2 separate regions of the Mus musculus genome follow, and region 1 is linked to region 2. A link is a contact called in public Hi-C data. All regions are on one chromosome and are shown on one strand. Each heading gives the region's core, a stretch centred on a gene start, on an enhancer-like site or on the middle of the called end of the contact. The rest is flanking DNA. Distances are from core to core; before and after follow the strand shown. Region 1 holds the start of Uhrf1bp1l (UHRF1 (ICBP90) binding protein 1-like). Region 2 holds the start of Ilvbl (ilvB (bacterial acetolactate synthase)-like).

Region 1 (6,424 bases), core at 1,958-4,457, about 11 Mb after region 2:
CTGGATGTCCTGGAACTAGGCTGGCTTTGAACTCAGAGATCTGCCTGTCTCTGTCTTTCAAGAGTGCTGAGATCTAAGTTGTGCACCACCATTGCCCAGCTTGCCTATAACTTTTAAAAATGCTGATTAAAGAATGAATAGTTGTTTTCCTCTTTCTTTCTTTCTTTCTTTCTTTCTTTCTTTCTTTCTTTCTTCCTTCCTTCCTTCCTTCCTTCCTTCCTTCCTTCCTTCCTTCCTTTCTTTCTTTCGTCCTCTCTCTCTTTGAGACATGGTTTCTCTGTGTGGCCCTGGCTACGTTGGAGTTCGCTCTGGAGACCAGACTTGCCTCAAACTCAGAGCTCTGTTTTCCTCTGCCTCCATAGTACTGGGATTAAAGACACACACAACCACTGCTTGGCTCATTTTAAACTTTAAAATTAAGTTTGCATACCATAGCCAAGTTAGATTTGACATGTGGGTTATATGTTCATACAAATTAATATATCTCAACTAACCAGTAAATAAATGGTATATAAGTGTCCTTTTGGATATATGGTTTTATAATCAAAGGGCTCAAAAAAGTTAAAATGCTAAAGATTAATTGCACCAATTTTTCCCTAACTTTTGCATACACTCGTGTGTACTATGAGTACATATAAACTAAAATTTTTAAAAATTTACTTTTATGTGTGTCATGGTTTGTATATTCTTGGACTAGGGAGTAGCACCATTTGGAGGTGTGGCCTTGTTGGAATGGGTGTATCACTGTGGGTGTGGGCTTAAGACCCTCACCCTAGTTGCCTGGGAAGACTAGCAGACTTTGGATGAAGAGATAGAACTCTCAGCTCTGCCTGTGCCATGACAGCCTGGATGCTGCCATGCTCCCACCTTGATGATAATGGATTGAACCTCTGAACCTGTAAGCCAGCCCCAATTAAATGTTGTGTTTTATAAGACTTGCCTTGGTCATGGTGTCTGTTCACAGCAGTAAAACCCTAACTAAGACAATGTGTATTGGTGTTTTGCCTGCATGTATGTCTGTGTGAGGGTGTCAGATCTTGGAGTTACAAACAGGTATGAGTCACCATGTGGATGCTGGGATTTGAACCCACTTCCTGTAGAAGAAGAGCCAGTGCTCTTAACCACTGAGCCATCTCTCCAGCCCCTATGCTAAAATGATGAAGGCAGGGAGCTGCTGTATTAGAGTTATTATGACTCTGTAGGAAGTCCAGGGCAGAAGAAAGGTGTCTGTGGGTGTTGGCAGTTTGAAGTACACTAGACTATCCAGTCTGTACTGTGCTCAGAGGCTGTCCGAGCCTCAAGAACTTCCTTGTGTTCTGTTGCTCTATGTTTGTTTGTCCTAATAGTTCATAATCAGGGCGAAGCAGGAGGTTTGGCTAGCCTTTCTTTGCCCCTCCCCACACCCTATGTTTGGTTTGTCAATCAAATGTTACTTTTAACATTTATTCCTCTGCAAATACAGCTGATTTCCACCTAATCATTTCTAAGAGAAGAAACTTCAGGTCAACTGAAGAAAAGGGTTGGGCCGGGGGATAAGGGATGTTATCTTACTGAATCAGAGACTGGGGACAAGGGATGTTATCTTACTGAAGCTCAGAGACGGAGAGGAGCAGGGTTCTGGGCAGAGACTGGGAATGAGTCACCCAGCTAGGGACAAGACCTGGCTGGCTGCAGGCGGCCTTCGCTAGTCTAGTAAGGCTCTGAAGTACAACCCATCACTGTCATGCCAGCTTCCAAGTAGGAGTCAGTCCCAAGACAGGCATTTTTATGAGTTGTTATGGATCCTATGTCCAAGTAATAAAATCTTGGCTTTGTAGTTATTTTTATTTTTTTATTTTTTCAAGAGAAGGTGTTGCTAAGTAGATCATGGTGACCTCAGACTTGTAGCACTCCTCCTGCCTCTGTCCCCGAAGGGCTGACATTACAGACCCATGTGTCACTACACCCAGCTTGGTTCCCTTCAAACAGCTCAGATTGCTTTCATCCTTGCACAGTATTTGTGTTAGCAGATTCTTGTTACCCTGGCATGCTTCAAGCATTGTGAACTCTAATGCTGCTTCTTCCCACCTCAAATGGCTACACTGTCTCTCTCTCCCACCTGTTTATGAAATATTTTAGTGATTTATATCTTTTTCAAAACCTGCTTCTACAACAGGTGGCCAGACAATATGGCCCAGACACACCAACAGTACCTACTAGGGCCCCTACCAAACCATCCCTAAGGGCAGACACTATATTTTAAAGATGATTAAAAGTGAGGTTAACGGCTGAGAGAGCTGGCTTAGCAGACAATACACTTGCCATTCAATCATCAGGACTTGAACTTGAGTCTCCAGAATTCACATGAAGCCAGAAGTCTGTAATCCCAGCACTCTTTAGGCAATATGGGAGAGGCAACAAGAGACCAACAAGAGGATCCTAGGAACCAGGTAACCTGGAGTACACAAGTAGCTGTTGAGGAAGAGATAGAAGAAAGTGAGGCACTACACCCAGGGCTGTTCTCTGACGTCCCCTTGTGTGACCAAAGTCACATTCATACATGAAGTGAAACTAAAGCTGAAAACAATCTTTCCAAGTTAACATAGCTAGAAAATATTAGAACCAGGACTTCATTTTGGGCATTCCATTTCAAAATTTCTACTAAGTGTGTCTATGTGTGTGTGTGTCCAGAGGATAACTTTCAAGGGCAGTTCTTTCCTTCATGGTGGTTTGGTCATCAAGTTCAGATCATCAAGCTTGCTTGACAAGTACTCTTGCTGGCTGAGAGCCATCTCACTGGCTCTAGACTTTCTAACTTCTAGGTCTTTAGGTATATTCGGTTAAATATGACATGCTGTCAATTTTACTTCCTTTAAGGTTAGACCAACGAATGGAAACATTAAATTACAGCCGTTAGTCTAAGGGAAGGATCTTGGTAAAAGAAACTGAGATTAAAAAGCTGAAATGGCCAAAAGAATAACATAAACAGAGCTACTTGTAGAGCAGAAAGTTGAGTTCGGAGGAAATGAAGAAGCAAGACTAGGATGTCAGCGAGAGAGGCACAGACAAGATGAAAGGGATGAAGAAAAGATGAAAGCCCAAGTACCAACTAGGAAAGGGCAGCGGAGGACCTAGTGGGAGTCCGAAGTAGGCAGGGCTGAAGATTCCCGGAACTCCCACAGGTCCCGCCCACCTCGAGCTCGCTCCGCCCCCCCGACTCCTCTCCCCGCCCCCGGTCTCTTAGGTGATGCTGCAGCCAAGATGGCGCTGGCGGCGGCCGCGGCGGCCTGAGCGTCATGCTTCGGGCTCTCGGCGGCGGCTGCGGCGGCTGTGGCCTCGGCCAGGCCCTCGAGTCTCTTCTGAGAGTGATCTCTCCGGCGCTTCTCCTCCGGGCCGGTGAGGCGGGACCGAAAGAAGACTGCCGCGAAGTGAGGAGGCTGTGAGGAGCGACAAGAGAGCGGCGCTCCAGCCCGGCGGGCACCATGGCTGGGATCATCAAGAAACAGATCCTGAAGCACCTCTCCAGGTCAGCGAGCGCTCGGGGCCGGTCCCGTCCGCTGGCCGCCGGTTCTCGGGTCCAGGTCGCAGGTTCGGGCTCTGCCGGTGCCGCTGGCGCCCCCGACCGGCCTCCGGAGTCACGCGGAGGGCGGCGGGGCTCGGCGGGCCGGGGTCTCCTCCTCCGCCGGGGGCCGCTCCTGCGCCGAGGCTGGTGACGTCCCCGGCGTCACTCAGGTGCTGGGTGGATGGGGTTGGGCTGGGACCCGGTCCGGCTCGGAAGCTCCCGGGGCTCGGAGCCGAGCGGCTCCGTTAGCCGAGGACTGGGGTGTGTGTGTGCCAGTGAAACGTTAACCTTGGGATTGTTCTCGGTGCCCCCTACCTGGCGTCCCCGCTCCGCTGCACGGGAGGGTGTGCTTGTTTGCACAGTTCGGATTTGTTTTAGGGGAAATTAAGCAGGACTTCTCCGCTTCGGCCAGTTCTCCGTGGAAGTCGTTTTCAGTCCCGCATCGCGTTCGTTCTTGCTGCAGAGTTTTCCGATTTTGTTCCGCGACCCTTGAGTTCAGGGAGTTAACGTCCCTGGTGTTTAAACCCCAGACGTGTCACTCTTTCCATTTCATAACACAGTTTTAGTCAGAAACATGACTCAGTAAACTGGCAGTTTGTTACTGCTCTTGGCTTCTCCATATTTGTCTCAAGAAACAGGCTAAATGTAGGACCCTGTTCCAAGTTGGTGACAGAGAATTAAAAGCTCTTGGTTAGGATCTCTTTCTCTCCTCTGTTATTTGTAAGTTAATGAATGCTTTTAACTGATTAAAGGAACGTTCTCAGGTTTAATGATAGACTTGTATAGTAAACATGTCTTCATTTTCTGGATATGTGTGTGTGTGTGTGTAATACATATATATATATTACAGTTGAGAACATATTGAACAAAACAATACTATGATTCAGCAGATATTTTCCTGACATTATATCTTTATATTGAATAAAATTTAATACACACAGTATGTATACATAAAGTATCAAACTATAGCAAAGTTTGTGACCGTGTGTTTGGTTCTTAGTATCACTAATTAGAGAGAGAGAGAGAGAGTGAGTGTGTGTGTGTGTGTGTGTGTGTGTGTATTTAAACAGGTTAAGTAGCTCAGGCTGTCCTGAAAATAAATCTCAGGCTACCCTCAAGTTCAGTGTCATCCTGCCTCACCTTCCTGAGTGCTGAGATTACAGGTCTGTGCTACCATGCTTTGTTGGATTTTTTTTAATTATATAGATAGTGCAATACTGAGTCATCTTATTTTGAATAATGTTTATTACTTAGGGTGAGTCTGACTCATGAGATACACTTCGCCCTTGCCTATTTCAAGAGCCATAAGAAAATTCAGATCCATAGACACTGATTTTATTGCCCTTTTCTCTCCCAGGGATAATGATACTGTACCACTCTGTATGCCCAAAAGAAAATCTAATTCAGTCGATAAGTGCCTTAGGGCATTATCCTTTAATTCTCTTGTATAAGTCCATTTGGGAAGACCTCTTAAGAGCAGGCGTGTAATGGCTTACTCTGCCACATAGATAACTCCCACATACTTAGAGTTAAGCCCTTAGGATTACATTATAATCTTCCTGATTTCTTACACCTGTGTGGTAAATAGTAATGAGCATTTCATTTTAAATCAGAAAGTTTCTAAAACATAGCATTTTCTTTCTTTTTAAATGGAGAAACCATTTGTAGTTTTTTTTAAAGATTATTATATTTTTATTTATTTACTGTATACATCCAAGTGTGCACATATGTGCCTGATCCAGTCTATGTATGGAACATCTGAGGATAACTGGTGCTCACCTACCACACCATGTGTGAGTTGGAACTCAGTTTCCCAGGCTGGGTTAGAGTGCTGGCCTAGCATGAAAGCTGCCCTGAGTTCAGTGCCTAACACCTTATATACCTTATAAAGCGGGTGTGGTGACAGATTCCTGTAGTCTCAGCGCTTGGGAGTTGGAAGCTGTCAGATTTAGATTGTCCTTGGCAGTAGAGCCTGAGGCCAGCCTGGAATGGTGGAATCCTCTGGGGGAGGGCGTTGGAACCTGTACCATCAGAGAGAGGAAACATTAGGAAAATGCCCAAGTTCTTCCAGGCTCTCCTGCAGGGACTCTTCCAGGAAGAAGTCTGTCTAGAAAAATAGAATGGTCACACTGAGTGAAAGTTGAGATCTTAAGATTGAAACTGGCAATTCTGGAGGCTGGCCAGGACTTTGGACGTTGGCATATTGGACCAGTGAGGAAGAGGAACTGTTTTATAAGAGACTGACATATGCTTTATGCTTTAAGTAAGCGCTGCTTGGTTTGAGTATTATAAGTCATCTTATAAGAAACATCTCTGTTTCTTGCCTAATGTTTGTTTCCTTAGTGCCTCTTGCTTTAATGAGAAGTTTGTAGACTTGACTGATCTGAATCAACTTTGGGGTGTGTGAAGAGAGACAGGAAGAGGTTAGAAGTGTTATATTTTAGGGGAAATGAAACATGAAAAGCCTTTGAAAGAAATTACCCAGATTTTTTTAGGTCAGCACAGGGTATGTGTTGAAGGTGGTTATAGGGGAATCCGTCCCCCCCCCCCCCCGCCCCCGCACCCCGTAAGAGGATAAGAAGTTCTTTAAAACATTCATATATAAGAAAGGAAGATGGAGCAGGAACTACCTGTCATTTCACCATTACACCTTTTTATCTGTTGCTCTGTGTCTCTCTGTACATATGTGTGTAGGTGTATGTGCAGGGAAAATGTAGTTGAAGTTGTTGAAGATCTGACCACACACCTGAGATAGTCGGAAGACAGGCAGGGACAAAAGGTACACATTTAATTAAGCTGGGACCTGCAAAGTGATATGAAAGATCCAAGCACAAATACTTGCCTCCCATCACTTAGCCTCAGGACATAGTATATGATACACAG
Region 2 (6,111 bases), core at 1,831-4,330:
AGAAGTCAGTTTGTAGAGGAAATGGGCACGGTGGCCTGCGTGCAATTCCAGCCGCAGAGGATCAAGGGAGGGGAAAGCAGAGCAGGCTCACTGAGAACCAGCTGTATCGATGAGCTCCGGGTTTGACTGAGAGAACCTGCCTCAGTGACTAAAGAACAATGGGGGATGATTCTGGACCTCAACAGTGTACCACATGCATGTGCATCCACACATGCGTCACACACACACACACACACACACACACACACACACACACGCTTGTGAAAATGGAGAAGGAAGAAGGAGACAGACAGGAAGCCTTTACTTACCTGGGTTTTTAACAAACAGAAACATTCTTGAGTAAAGCCTAAGTAACAGTGAATGGAGAGGCAGGGGCTACACAGGGCCATATTTCTTCAGTCTGATCCTTCGAGGGCTCTTTCCTCAGCTCTCTGTCCCACTTCCACCTTTGGGAGTGTTTTTCCTTTGTTAATAATCTGCCTCTATTTCTATTTCTAGTTAAAAGTCCCTGGAATAGTTATTTTGCCCCAGGACATAAAAGCCCGGGATTATATGCTATCTGAGCTCAACTTCATGGCCTAGCACTCCTAAGCATGTGCCTGACACTCTGGGCCTCCTCACTGTTTCTCTGACCTCCATGACTAACTTAAAGGACAAGACTCCTTCTTCATTTCCTCTGGCAGGATTTTCAGCTTGCCCCTACTATTTTTTTCTCCCAAACTCTTAATAAAAATGTCTTTGGGATTCTTTCTGACTCATTTTATTAATGGGACTAAGGACCCCCAAGAAGATACTAAGTAACAAGTCTGACAGCCTCTTCTTTAGGGTTAAATGAATTAAGTGAAGAAATGTGCCAGGAAAGGCTGTGTGCTGACACAGAGTAACTAGTTCATTCTTTGTCTCTGTCCGTCTCTTGGTGTCTGTGTGTTTCTGTCTCTGTCTCAATCTCTCTGTTACTGAGGATAGAATCCAGGACCTTATAAATAAGAAGTAAGGGCTTCGCCACTAACTACATCACCAGCCCAAATACTATCTTTTTATTGGCCCTGGAAATGTAATTGAACCTAAAAGCCCCTTTCAGGAAGTATGTGGTTGATCCTTTTAATTAAGGGCTCTCACTAATAGGGCCGGGGAGGAGTGGCTCCCTGTACTGCTCCTAGAAAGAGAATGGAGTTAGGAGACAGAAGGGAGTAGGGCCAATTTGGAGATAGATGGAGTAATCCAAAACAATTCTTTTCTTAATTTTTATTTATTCACGTTACATCGAGGTTGAAGCCCTGCCCCTAGTCCCACCCTCACAAGTCCCCCCCCCCCCCATCCCCTCCTCTCCTCCTTAGAGAAGGGGAAGCTTCCCTTGGGTACCAGCCCAGCCTGGGACATCAAGTCATTATAGGACTAAGCATGGTCTCTCCCACAGAATCCCGACTAGGCAGACCAGCTGGGGGAAGGGGATCCAATGGCAGGCAGAGTCAGAGACAGCCAGCCCCTGCTCCAATTGTTAGGAGACTCACAAGAAGACCAAGCTGCACATCTGCTATAAATGGGTAGAGAATCTAGGTCCAGCCCCTGCACTCTCCCAAAACAACTCTTATGGAATGGCAGGGAAAAGCCTACCTTGTTTGATTCAAGACGAAATTGGAGGCATGCTCACAGCCAGTAAGCATAAATAATTCATACGGTAGTTTGGCTAAAAATAGTTGAGTAGGTTTTTGTGGGTACCCATGGCTTTGCCTGTGCTAGGCAAATGTTCCATCACAGAACTTAATCAGAGACCATAGTTGCTGAGAAGGGATGGCTGAACGATCAGCTTTAAACAGGGCATTTATACCATGGCTTGCAAAGGTCAGGGAACACCAAGGAAGAGGAAGTGGAAAGAATATAAGAGCCAAAAGATGGGGAGAAAGGCTGTGGAATGCTATCTTGTGGACATGACACAGCTGAAGCGATTGTGATTTTTGGTTGGTCTCTATGCACTCCTGCTTGTCCTGGAACTCACTATGGAGAAGAGCCTGGTCTTGAACTCGGAATGGTGGGAATAAAAGCACATACTATTACACTGGTTTACATTGTTAAATATCCATTGTTCAGGCTTCAACAAATAGCTCAAAACTCTTGGTTACACAGATGGTCCTGATTAAAAGCCAGTCAAAGAAAAAGACATAAATTGGAGAAAGGGATTTGTAAGACAGATCGGAGTTTGTAAAAGGTCCCCAGATGCTGGAAACCTGGAAAATGACTGAACCGGCCTGGCACCAAACACTAGGGAGTTCTCTAAACATCCTGCAAAGCCTCACAGTGGTCCAGGAAGGGGAGGGGCTTGCATATGTTGCGGTCGGGAATGCGGGTTCTGGGGAGCTCGGGTGGGGGGTGTGTCACAGTCCACGCCCGTGGAACGTGCCGCGAGATGGTTCTCGCGGGTGTGGAAGGCGCGGTGTAATGTTAGCCAATTAGAGGCGAGAGAGAGAAGCGACCAATGATAAACGTCTCTTTCGGATAGCTTTTTCAGCGAGACTCCAGTTTGGCGCACGCGCGTCTCGTTGAACTACGGGGCGCTGCAGAGCCAAGTGGGCAAAAGGGGCACCACTCCACACTCCCCAGTCACGTGACCCAGAAGCGGCAGAGTTCCACTGCAGTCAGGGACCTTTCCTATAGGCAAAGGTCATAGGGCCTTGTTTGGGGATGGGTGGAAGGGAGTTCTATGTAGTGGAGCTGAAGGCGCATCCTATTGAAAAGTGACCTCGGCTGAAGGCCAAAGGTCAAGAGTCTGGTGTGTGTGGGGAGGGTGGGGGAGCGTACCCTAGGCTGCGCGATCCGATGGGGGTGTGGCCTTACGACTCAATGATGTAAGCGCGAGGCGGGCTCTCCGCTGAGCCCCAGTCCAGCGTTGAGGAGGGTGGGTTCTGCATGGGCTCGTTAACAGATAGGTAAGTAGGAATTTCAACCTTGTTTCGGTGCTACTGCGATCGCCTTGACCTGCTGTGGCCTACTTTTAGTTTGAAGGTGGTGACGTCAGGGGGCGGACTTAGCCTCACTGGGGCGTGGCTTTAAGTCCAGTCTAGATGCGTCTGTGGGCGTGGCCTGGCAGGTCGGGGAGGTGTGGCCCAGGTCCGGCGGACGATCCTGCTTCCGGATTAGATTATAGTACTAAGATTCTGGCTCTGTGCTTTCTTACTTAGGTTCTGCCTCATGGAAACTTCTGCGGCCGCTGCATCTGCGGGAGGCTTCTTCCCCTCCTTCCTGCTCCTGGCGTTTGGGACGCTGGTGGCTGCCGTGCTGGGCGTCGCTCACAGACTGGGGCTCTTCTATCAGCTGATGCACAAGGTGCTTAGGGTAGAAGGAGGGCTAGGGGTAGGAGGAAGGCACTAAAGGTGTTTCTCCAGCTCATCCACTGTGCAGGTGTGGAAAGCGAGTCCCAGCTAGTCTAGAAGTGGCTGGTTGGGAGATTCTTTACAGAGCTCTGTCCCTTTGCCAAACTGTATATGGGCCTGGACTTTGTAACTAGTACGAGATAATGGGGAAATTGTCGTTGTCTGGACAGCACACATTCTCCGCCTACCTCCATACCCAGGGGCCTGAGTCATTTTAACAGAGCAGGCCTTTTAAACATAGTGAGATTGGTGGGCTGAAGGTAGGCAGGGGAGGGAATGGGCTCTGATAGTAAGCCCTTCTGAGGAACTGTCTTAGCATATTTCGTACCATCTTCACCAAAGTAAGTGCTATAATTTCTGTCCTTGTGCCCACAAGAGGCAAATGATCTACAGAGAAGTTTAGTATTTTCTCTAGATGACAGATTTGGGAAAAGCTGACCCCACAAGTCATACTTATAAACCACTTGTTCCATTCTGAGAAATTCTTGCCCTTACCCAGTCCCTTTTCTTCTAGACAGGGACAGTGCCACTGACCTTGAAGTATGTAGGGATCGTGAAGCTACTGAGGCTTGGATGCTCAGGGTAGTCTGTGCCAGGAGTCACTTCCGTGCTAGGCATATGGCTGCTGGCAGCATGTCAGCTGGACCTGTGCCTCACTAGCAGAGGGAGGCAATAGGCTGGATGGAGTTAGCACTCCAAGTGCCAGGCCCTGCAGGGATACTAGGAAGCAGGCACACATCTAAGCCAGGGGCCTTCTGCCTCTTGCCAGGCTCTCCTGGATTCTCTGTAGATTTAACCTCTATCTCCTTTCTTCTCAACTGGCCCAGTATCTCTGGAGCAGGCATTATAATCTCCAGAGCCACTTAAGAACATAGGCTTTATCTCAGTCTGCTACTTGGTAGGCTGGGGAGAGATGGTCACAAATTCAAGCCCTGCCTAAGCTACATAAGGAGTTCAAAGCCTCGTGAGACCTTGTCCTAGTAAAAGCTGATGATATAGCTCAGTGGTTAGAGTGCTTGTCTAACACTATCTATGCCCAGGGTTCAATCCTCAGTACAGTTTCAAAAAGAACATTTCTTCTGTTGGAGTCTATCACTTGGGCAAGTCTTGGCATTTTTAGCTGTAGGACAAAGAGAACAATAAATTTGCTAAGTCAGTGTACCCTTCTCTGAATTGGATTTAAAGTGGTATGTCTCTAACCAGAATCTAAGTTCGTCTGTCTTCTGACCTTACCCCTGCCTGTTCTTGTACCTGCTCCTGGGCTGGCCTCTGACTGTCTTGTTCCTCATCTCCTTTGACCCAGGTGGACAAGACAAGCATCCGGCATGGTGGAGAGAGTGTCGCAGCTGTGCTCCGAGCCCATGGTGTACGCTTTGTCTTCACATTGGTCGGTGGGCACATTTCCCCACTGCTGGTGGCCTGTGAGAAGCTGGGTATCCGAGTGGTAGACACACGCCACGAGGTCACTGCTGTCTTTGCTGCTGATGCTGTGGCCCGCCTGACTGGTAAGGACCAGGGACTAGCAGGACAGTGACATGGCCCCTGTGAATGAGAGGCAGGGGGTTTGGGGTAGGACGATGTTTGGGAGGATGGCATGGTTGTCACCAGCTCTTTCTTTCAGGGACAGTGGGTGTGGCAGCAGTGACAGCCGGTCCTGGCCTCACCAACACTGTGACTGCAGTGAAGAATGCACAAGTGGCACAGTCCCCAGTCCTGCTTTTGGGTGGAGCTGCCAGCACCCTGCTGCAGGTGCCTAGTCCTTAAGGGTAGGTGGGGTCCCCAAGACGGCTTCTCAAGCTTATCTGATAACTGTCCCTTGCCTTCTCTGCCAGAAACGGGGCGCACTTCAGGCCATTGATCAGATGTCTCTGTTCAGGCCACTCTGCAAGTTTTGTGCTTCTGTGCGAAGGGTACGGGACATTGTACCTACCCTGAGGACTGCAATAGCTGCTGCCCAGTCAGGCACCCCAGGTAGGTGGAGGAGGGAGCTGGACAGTAATCAAGCCCTGAAGCTTGGGGGTTGCTGCAACAGGTGCCATAGACTGAACCTCCCTACCCTGCAGGTCCAGTGTTTGTGGAGCTGCCTCTTGATGTACTATATCCTTACTTCATGGTTGAGAAGGAGATGATACCAACCAAGTTGCCCAATAGCCTCATGGGCCGTGTGGTTGTCTGGTGAGTCCTGCTATCCCCACTATAGCTTTCTTCCTTCTTTTGCCTCTTTTGTGGTCGTCTTCCTAAATGTATCCCTCTTTCTTTGTCTCATTCACTGAGTTCACATGGGCTTGGAGGAGCCAGCTCTAGGGAAAGTTTTCCTGGGAAAGTAACTCATGTGCAAAGGTCCTGAGGCAGGAGGGAACTTGGTAGGTCCAGCAAAGCAAGGCATGGCCCTTATGATCAGAAAGAGGAGATGGGCAGGCATAGAGCTTGAGAGATTTCCCTGTCTTCCTTTTCCTTCTTCTTTTCCTCCATCTCTGCCACCTAGTTATCTCTAGCTTCTCCCTTTCCTTTTTCTTGCCCCTTCCCTCTCAAATATTTAGTGGCCAGATCTATGTGCTAGATAGCAGAATAGGCAGGAGGTGACATCAGTGGACAAGATATTCAGGTTCTTATGCTCTGGTGTGCAAGAATTGTTTTGAGTGCCAGATCAAGCAAAGGGATTTTGTTTTGTGGCCTTGCCCAAAAAATTCCGGCCCAGATTCTGTGTAGCCCAGACTGTTCTGGAACTTGAAAATTCTCTTTC

What was found. A called contact is a pair of places that touch in the nucleus more often than the background predicts.
Region 1: a contact with region 2 is called in a Hi-C map of B cells, with 5 read pairs. The contact joins the promoter of Uhrf1bp1l here to the promoter of Ilvbl in region 2. A contact is called at or near these places in 1 of 39 promoter capture datasets (cranial neural crest) and 1 of 484 Hi-C or Micro-C datasets (B cells).

Annotation. Positions count from the first base shown.
Region 1 is chr10:89,741,784-89,748,207 of GRCm38.p6, forward strand. Uhrf1bp1l (UHRF1 (ICBP90) binding protein 1-like) reads left to right here and starts at 3,208. Exons shown (of 21, transcript NM_029166.2): 1 at 3,208-3,505. The coding sequence starts at 3,462.
Region 2 is chr10:78,571,911-78,578,021 of GRCm38.p6, forward strand. Ilvbl (ilvB (bacterial acetolactate synthase)-like) reads left to right here and starts at 3,081. Exons shown (of 15, transcript NM_001359302.1): 1 at 3,081-3,321; 2 at 4,672-4,873; 3 at 4,990-5,117; 4 at 5,201-5,339; 5 at 5,432-5,543. The coding sequence starts at 3,187.